Regions from separate parts of the Zea mays genome. Here regions 1 and 3 are each linked to region 2. A link is a contact called in public Hi-C data. All regions are on one chromosome and are shown on one strand. Each heading gives the region's core, a stretch centred on a gene start, on an enhancer-like site or on the middle of the called end of the contact. The rest is flanking DNA. Distances are from core to core; before and after follow the strand shown.

Evidence for each region. A called contact is a pair of places that touch in the nucleus more often than the background predicts.
Region 1: a Hi-C map of ear shows a contact between it and region 2, with 2.2 times the contacts expected there. The contact joins the promoter of LOC100277416 here to the enhancer-like site in region 2. A contact is called at or near these places in 2 of 25 Hi-C or Micro-C datasets (bundle sheath and ear).
Region 3: a contact with region 2 is called in a Hi-C map of leaf, with 2.2 times the contacts expected there. The contact joins two enhancer-like sites. A contact is called at or near these places in 5 of 25 Hi-C or Micro-C datasets (ear, endosperm, leaf and 2 more).

The regions. Positions count from the first base shown.
Region 1 is chr2:10,414,234-10,416,956 of Zm-B73-REFERENCE-NAM-5.0, reverse strand. It overlaps LOC100277416, which reads right to left and starts at 1,299. Exons shown (of 10, transcript NM_001150981.2): 1 at 970-1,299; 2 at 820-888. The coding sequence starts at 1,239. It overlaps LOC111590992 (U5 spliceosomal RNA), which reads left to right and starts at 2,436; the gene lies at 2,436-2,553.
Region 2 is chr2:10,048,167-10,051,199 of Zm-B73-REFERENCE-NAM-5.0, reverse strand. No RefSeq gene overlaps it. Among protein-coding and RNA genes, the nearest start is that of LOC100278091, 15 kb to the right of the region's middle. Within about 2 kb of position 1,274, at least 20 of the 20 cell types and tissues checked have an H3K27ac peak or open chromatin away from gene starts, as enhancers often do. A contact at or near this core is called in bundle sheath, ear, leaf and 1 more, where this site is marked.
Region 3 is chr2:10,371,937-10,374,938 of Zm-B73-REFERENCE-NAM-5.0, reverse strand. LOC100384732 reads right to left here. Exons shown (of 24, transcript XM_020547944.2): 24 at 2,934-3,002. It also overlaps the pseudogene LOC103645940. Among protein-coding and RNA genes, the nearest start is that of LOC103645941, 37 kb to the left of the region's middle. Within about 2 kb of position 1,253, at least 19 of the 20 cell types and tissues checked have an H3K27ac peak or open chromatin away from gene starts, as enhancers often do. A contact at or near this core is called in ear, leaf and tassel, where this site is marked.

The sequences.
Region 1 (2,723 bases), core at 50-2,549, 370 kb before region 2:
CAGTCAATTCCATAAAAAAAAACATCCAATTATTATAGTTCCTGCAACACTATGCCTGAAACTGCAACGTGACTGACAGTAAAGTAGTAACTGAACCTGTCCTGTTTTTATGCTATTTCTCTATTGAATCAGTTTCCATAAACCTGGCCTGACAATCTGATACCAATAACACCGTATTCAAAATTATTTACTACCAGCGGCCAGCGGGCTTCTCTAGAATCACATTAATCTGTCACGCAACCTCAATATCTGTAGTAAAATTATCTATTTTCCAACTACACAAAATCCGTAATTAAGACTGAAAGATATAAACCCCCTGCAGTATCACAATTTTGTACCCAGCCAAAGTTGAACCATCTGCCAGAGTAAAATAAAAATAAAAATAAATCTACTACTTCAAATCATCAAGAACAAATCAAAGGCTGTCTCTCTTTCATCACAGTAAGTCAGTAATGATAAAACATAAGACGTACTCTCCACTGCGATGCCGACTACACTACAATAAAACTGGCTCTTTGCACACTACCTACAAACAATGCTAGACATACGGACCATCCAAATTCATAATAATCAAATGCTTGTTTGTCCCATCTTTACCAAATGTCCAAAATCATGGCCACTGAAAAGCACATCTCTGATATACACAAGCAAACAACATTAAAAGAACAGAGTCTGGTGAAAGTCCCCAACAATTCCACTAACTGTACACTCGAAACACACCTCTACCCAAAATTTGCAGGCTTCACATAACAATCAATGCTGAAGCCAAAACCTGTAACCAGAATTGAGATGGGCCTAGGAAGCTAGTAAAGGCCATACCTTCGCCAAATTCCTGGTCAGCTTTTTGGTCGTCGCGGCGAGCGAGTCCCTTTCCTTCGCTAGCTTCGCCTGCGCGACAAAGGATCGTAGTCAAAGAAGCCAATCACAAATCATAATTCTACGGGGCAAAGGGAAGGGCGGGGAGCTTACGTTCTCGTCGAGAGCGGCGGCCAGGCGCGCGTCGGAGTCGGCGAGGCGGGCACGGAGCTCGGCCTCGGCGTGGTCGCGGTCGGCTAGGTCACGGCGGAGGCGCCCAGAGTCGGCCTCGAGGCGGGAGACGCGGGAGGTGATGGCCATGGAGGTGATCTTGCGCGCCACGTCCAGTTGCTCGTACGGGTCGGTGGGGATCACGGCCAGGATCTCGTCGGGAAGGTGAAAGTCTACGCCCGGCGCGGCCGCCGACGCCTCGTACCTCGCCATCGCCGGCGACGGGGCACGGGCGGTTACCTACCTGGCTACCTGGGTGGGTCACTTCTTGGTGGCGCTGGCGCTGGTCCCCGGCGTCGGGGAAGAATAGGAGTGGAAAATTAAGTTTTTTTTTTGTTGAAAATTTCTTGACGGATACCGACGCGGAGTCGCGGATGGACATGTGGTGCCTGGCGTATGCGTATACTGTTGGGTGCTCCATATCATTTTCCACTCATTGTTTCTCCTTTTATTCATTTGGATTTTCTTTGTACATTCTTTTGTTTCTTACATCCGTATTATTATTGGTGAGTTGGTAGGAGCTACACTCTATTCCTCCCATATGATCTAGAATGGCTAGCATTTTTCTCGTTTAGAAAGGTATGTGCTCGAAGCAATGCTAATATACGGAAAAAACACAATTAGAGCATTACCTGTTCTTTTTCATTTATCACATTTTAGTAAAAAAATAAAGTAGCCGACGATAAATATTCGAGAACGGATATTTATAAAACACTTATTATAGCTAGATATCCTCTTCTACCTTTTGTAGGCGACACTTGAACAGAAACTATAAACTTGTGTACTAAGAAAATCTTATTTATCCTCCAACTAATGCAGGGCGGACCCAAGTAGAGCCGAGTGCCGCACATTTTTTGTGTCAAGTACTAGAGTCTAAATTTTAACATGAGGTTCCCTACTCAGCCTAATTTAGATGCCACTGCTATGGTATTTTAGAGTTCATCCTTAGAAGCACATCCTAAGTCATATTTTGTACTAGGTTCGTCCCTGAAGTAACATACATATTGACGTACGGTTGGTACAGAGAATATGTGATGACTAGGTATCTATTCGGACTGGTTGAGCATAAAACTCCTGCTCACCAATTTATTCAGTCCCCAAGTGTCTATAACGTGCCATTGTGCCAAGGTAGAGAAAGAGCAAAAAAAAAAAACCTCTCACAGTAGTCTCACGGAGGTGTCTATCCATCTCTGCTGAGATGGCCTAGCACCAACCGTTGCAAGCGCGCCCTCACGGAGTAACGGGCCAGGCCCAGTTCGCGGCAGCCGCGGGCGCACATAGAGCAGAGCGCGTGCGGCAATCTAGTTCACGGGCACCAGCAGTTTTAGTACCACCTCGCTGCTTTAGGTCTGTTGCAGAACGTGGGAATAGCATATAAGGAGGACCTGGGCAGCCAAGAGAAGCCACGCAGCTGCGCGGTGCACACAGAGCGAACTATTCTTTCGCCTTTTACTAAAGAATACCGTGTGTGCGCCGCAAATAGCAGCATACGCCAATTTTTGAAGGGGATTTCCTTGTTGGAGAACCCCACAATTCAAATATAAGTTGTCTTTTGAAATTACAAAGTACTAGAGGAAGTATTAGAGGGGTTTTTTATTTCTTTGTCGTCCTAATTCCGAACTTATTTTTTTGAAAATTTGGTATCCAAATTTTAATTATTTCCAAGATCCTCGTTTTCAGTGGAAGTTTTGCTTAAA
Region 2 (3,033 bases), core at 25-2,524:
CTGTAGCATTTTCAATTAATATTTTAGATGTGACGTGGAAGAGTATGCATATATAGATGACCATGCATTTTCGTAAACATGTATTTCAGTACCCCGATTAGACATGGTAACATCTTTCGGCTGACTGCGTAAATGAAACATGTGTTTGGAGGATTCTATATATCGTTGCCTATCCTTGTTTGGATCAGTCACGATCACCTAATAAGCGAACTAGCTGGTTTAGTGTGTACAGTACCTGAACTGGTGGTGCATGGCTCCATCAGGAATAGATCTTATATTCCCAAATAAGGCTCGAGTGTTTGACTTCACGGGCTCCCTCTGATTTGACACGTCCCCTCGGGACTCTTCGAGCCTGATCCGAACGCGTCATTTTCAGGGGGCAAGTTCGTCCCAGTCACAAAATTCCAATCGAAAACAGATCGTTTTATCTATACCGCCTTCCGCTTGGATGGAGAGAGAGAGAGAGAGAGAGAGAGAGAGAGAGAGAGAGAGAGAGAGAGAGAGAGAGAGAGAGAGGAGGAAACCCGATTCACACGACACTCGTCTTGCCACGCCCAGTGTTCTTATCTACCGACGAAAAAAAAAAGGCACCGGGTATCGCTCACAAGTCGTTATCTCGACGAAAAAAGCAGAAGCTACGGGTACCTAGGAAACCTAAAACAGCCTACAATTTTATAACAGATGGTGATGCTAATTATAAGCCCATGAAAAAAATTAAAGATTACTCCTGTTCTCTTTAGCCTTATTACAAACAGTCTTCGGTTGCCGTTGACGCCAAAATAGCTGCGGAGCTAACAGAGAAGGGCAGGACGTCTATCCTCAGTGGAAACGCCTGTATGACGCCTATACACATGAGCTGAACTAGCAGATGCATGCTGCTACTAGGAGGTGACCCCGCAATGAATAGAGAAAGTGCCCAGGTTAAGAAAGAAAAAAAATTACGGTAGGGAATGTTTGGAGGCGTTTAGTAAAATATTTTATTCTGTTAACTAAGTTGGTGTAATAAGGAGAATGATATATAGAGGCTAAATTTTAGAGGATGCTGCGGGAGACGGTAAAGTTATAGAGAAACAAATCTTTTAGAGTATACTGTAAAATACATAAAATATTTTTTTAAGTATGAAATTTAGTGAACAGACGGTGTTAGCACCATATATGCAAAACCAGAAGACCACAGCATGATCAGAAGTGGAGGCAGAGACCACATGGGCCATACCCACGCCAATGTTTACTCTCTGTTTTTTTTTTGGGAGCGAGAGGTGGTGCTGTAGACTATTGTGGGATTGCCTTCGGCCCAGCCCAAGTATTGTCCATCCCCATACTTGACGAGGCCCATCAGTAAGTGGATGGCAGTCCAACAAGCACACGCAACGCGTGATTGCTGTGCGCTTGCCCTTTCTTCACGTGCCGCTTCTCGGTACTGTCCCTCCAACTCGAAGAAAAGAATACCTGCAGGCTGCAGCTGCAGCTGCATTGCTGCATGATGTGAAATGTTGCCGGCCCCTGCTGATGCCTCGAGGCATCCGCCCCGGCCGCACGGCAGGGCAAACGACCGATTCCGGCGCGGTGCATGTGCATGGGCTCCACGCCCGCCGGCGTGGATTTCAGGCTATACTATCTGCTGATCGTCCTGCTTGTCCCATCCAATCCACCCCAAACCTGTTTGTTTTGTTTTGTTGTTATTCACGTGCTCCGTACAGCGGCCACTCGCTGTGCCTGTGTGGAGGATTGAGGAGACGGCCGGCAGACCGAAGCCACGAGTGGCGGGCGTTGGCACCTAAACCCGACAGCGACGTGCATGGTTCGCGCGCCCGACGGACGGTCACCGGCGCCCATTTATTGCCATGGCTCGCGTTGAGAGCTTCTTCTTTCTGCATGCGCCCTCTGCTCTCGTCATTAACTCCCGTCGCCGTCCCCCGCACATCACCCTCATCAATGAGGTCGGGAAGGAGAAGCAGGAAGCTGGAAGCAGGCTCGATCGATCGCGTCGTCGTCGCGCGACTCGGACGGAGAGCGCGCGCTTAAATGCTCGCGTCGTATCGGGGGAGTAGGCGGGCGCGCGCCGACGACTATACTACGCGATCGAGCCCGCTGCAGCGCGCGCGAGAGCGACCGGTTTTGCTGCTCCGCGCGACCGTCGGTTCTTTCTTCTTCTCCTTCTCCTTCTCTTTCTCCTCCCTATCCCAGTTCCAGACGAAACACCAGCCCGTCAGGGCGGTCTCTCGCTCACTCTCGTTGCCTGCTGCCGCTGTCCAGGCTTCTTTGAGACGACGTCGTCAGAGGTGGTCGCTAGCTCTGCCTCTCTGATCTCCGCGTGCGGGCGTACGTGTGCGTGCATGGAGAACGGAGATACTAGATAGATAGACAGCTCACTGGCGGACCCACACGCGACGCAAGCGTACAAGAAGACGTACGTAGTACGAGCCGAGGCCGAGCCATGCATCACACGCACACAGGCCACGGCGTGGACTGGACCGCCGGCGGACGAGACGACCCATCCAATGCAAGCAAGACGACGATATCATGCTGATATGGGAGATGTAGATCGTGTAGGTGCGCGCGCGCAATAATAATTCGGGCCGCGATCCGGCGGACTCCGCTGCAAATAAATGCCGTTGCCGGTGCAGCTAGCCATAGCTGCTAGCTCCAGCCATCCCTGGCACCCCTCCACGTACGTACGGGGGCAATCAACAAGGGGAAAAAATCCTTTTCAGCTGGGATGCAAAAAATCTCTTTTACACCGGCTCACATCTATACATGATAGTCTATAGAAATATAAAAATAAATTATTAAAAGGTTAAGTTGCAAATTTTGATTATTTTTTTGTGGGCTTTCAAGTGGTGGATGCGAGAGGCTGTAAAAGAAGATGTTTGAAACGGGATGTACAATTTTTTTCTCCAAACAACATACACTTCCACACGAAAAAATGTTAGAAAGTTAGGCATTTTTAGTTTTAATTTAATCCAGATAATCGGTGCGATATATGTGATGACATGTATGTGCATGTGTGTATAACTACTCGCATAAGCAGTA
Region 3 (3,002 bases), core at 4-2,503, 320 kb before region 2:
TCGTTTCTCCGACGGGCAAGTGAGACACGGCCGTCTGCGCCGTCGAAGAGCAATGGTATGCGCCCAGCGGCGGCCGGCGATCCCTCGGCCATTTCGAGGTGGATTGGTGCGGAGCGGAAACAGCAGAGACCGGAGAAAATTTGCAACTTGCTAATGGGCTTGGCCCAACAAGAGTCCACAGCCGACAGCTACCCCGAGAAAACAAGCCCTCTGTACCGCAGAAATCTCATGCCAAAAAAGCTTAGTATTTGTTCTGAAATAATCTCATGCCAAAAAAAAGGGACAGCAAGCAGTTGGCGAAGGGACTATACATAGTACATAGTTTGAAGAAAAAAAAAGAGTGCAGGCCTTAGAGACGAGCTTTAGGCAGGCAGCACATACAGTTTAACGAGGTGAGTGAGGTTCCGCAGCTCCTCAGGTATGGGGCCAACTGCGTCCAGTGTGTTTATCTTCCTGCACCGCCACCGGCATCGGATGGGAAAAAAAATTGGTGAATCTGTCATGGAGAGAGAGATAGAGAAAGGGAGCGCGGCGGCGGCGGCGGCAGCTCTGGACTCACAGTCTAGTGACATGGCAGAGCGTGTTGTTTTGGTCGGAACAGTCGCACTTGATGGCCGGGTTGAACGCAGGGTTGTCGTCGATGGACGTGTCGTCCGTCGCGGCGCCGCTGCAGGGGTTCCCGCTGATGTTCCACGACGGCGGCGCGCTCAGCCTCAGCTTGCTCAGGATCGCGTTCACCGCCGCCGCTGTCCACAGAGCCAAGGCAAGCCTCTCTCTCATCGGCACACGAACAACCATCGCTATAGCTTACAGAGCACAGCTCTGTCGATCGAGTGGGGTACATGCATAATTGCATACCCTATTACATACGTACCTTCCACCGGATCAGTCTGAGGCGCCTGCTGCGCCTGGGCAGCCACCCTCCAAGAACTCAGCAGCAGCAGCAGCAAGAACAGCAGCACGGGGGAGGGAAAGCCATGGAGGAGGCCGCCGCCGCCGCCGACACTCAGCCTGGGCTTCCTCATCTCTCCCTGCCCGGAGCTTGCTTGCTCGATCGTCCCTTCTCTGCCTGCTCGCTCTGCTGCTCCTGCTTCTGCTCCCTTCAGATATCTCTGAAACAAGTGGGGGATCGAAATCGAGTTGTCGAACCGAACAGAAGAAATGGACAAACGTGTCACACTCACATGACAGCAGCTACATTTATATGGAATCGTGCAATGACGCAGCGAGTAGGGCCCGCACAGCGGTAGCCACTGCCACTTGGCCTATATGAAATTGGCGCCACCAAAAGGCAGCAGATACTCTGGCACGCTGGAGAGAAAGCCAGGGCACTGATCAAGCTCGTTAGGTGGTGATTATGGAATTAACTAGTCATGATGATGGTGGGTGGTGTGGTTTCACGTTGGGGCTCGTCATTGAACAGCTCGATTTAGGTTTTTAAAGAACCCAAGTTGAAGGGGACCTTATCTGAGCTGACAAGACACAGGTCCAATGAATCCAGTGGAACAATAGTTTAGACTCCCGCACTTTTGTTATTGTACAACGTCGACCTCCAATCTCCATTATATAGGGCGTTTTGTGACTTGACAACTTCCACTATACTATAAGCAAATGGTGGTAGTTTATGGGGTGTTTAAATGCACTAGAGTTAATAGTTAGTGGCTAAAATTAGTTAGAGACGTTCAAACACTCTATCTAATATTTCAGCTATCAACTATTTTTAATAAATTAGCTAGTAGTTATCTATTTGTTAGCCAGCTAATTCTACCATCAAATTTTTAGCTAACTAACTATTAGCTCTAGTGCATTTAAACATCCGCTTAGTTTTTTTTCTAATCGTACCAGTATAGTAGGTGCTAGCTAGGCGAAAATGATAAAAACGGTCAGAGTGGTTACATGCATGAGGTATAACACGTGGATACCTGCATTTCTTTCCTTTCGGCCGTACTGCCCAAGTGTGCCAACTTGACTTCAATCCCAACGTCGTCACCTGCCGTTGATTAATCGTTTTTTTCTTTGATCAGCTTAGAGAAAGGAGAAACTGGACGCCCGTTTGCCAGAAATTTCAACACGGAAACGAAGCCCTACGTCAGCGCGCAACGCAAACAACATGCGCCCGTCTCGCGTTAACTGTCACACGAAAGTCGTACTTGATCGACTCCCCCCATCCCTAAGGGCCTGTTCGTTTTTCACGGATTGAAGACCTGAAATAGTTCCTAACCGGATTGTTTCTCTAATTTATATAAGTTTTGATAGGTTGGAATAAATCCGGGTCCAATCCTAGAGAAACGAACGGGGCCTAAACATGTTCAAAAACTTCGAGCATGGGACACTTCTTTGTCATGCAAAATTTCGGGCTAACTATCTCTTTGACAGCATATTACACAGCACACGGAGGACTAGATTTTAAATAACAAGTATAAAACTAAGAGCACCAAATTAAGTGCAGATAAATACTAGTAATTCGGTTAGCTTTATCGTACCGATGCCGACATCCTACCCACCCAACCATGCATTCGTCTTACAGGCTCCTCGTATACATTCACCTCTACCATCTGCCTCAACACCGATAAGGAAGTCTCTTCTAACCGGCATGCGGCAATAATGTCACTCTCAAGAGAAAAAAACATATCATGTTATACAGTACCTCCGTTTTTTGAATATTTGTCGCTGGCTACTTTATTTTTAAACTAAAAGTCTAAAATGTGACAAATAAAAAAGGACAAAAGGAGTAAGTTGTACATATCGAATATCGGATGACCACGACGTAATAGAAAAATATTTAAATTTAGATATTATAGATTGACTAGGGGCTAGTTGGAAATTAAACACACGCCGGCCCGCGGGGGGTTTAAATCCAATCGTTTCATTACTCTATTAAACACTTAAATAAGACACGGGAGGGGAGACCCTTATTTTACTAGGTCTAAAGCTGTCTTCAACAGATCATCTATATAATCATACAAAATATTATTCTACAATGTAAACTGCATAAAGTGAAG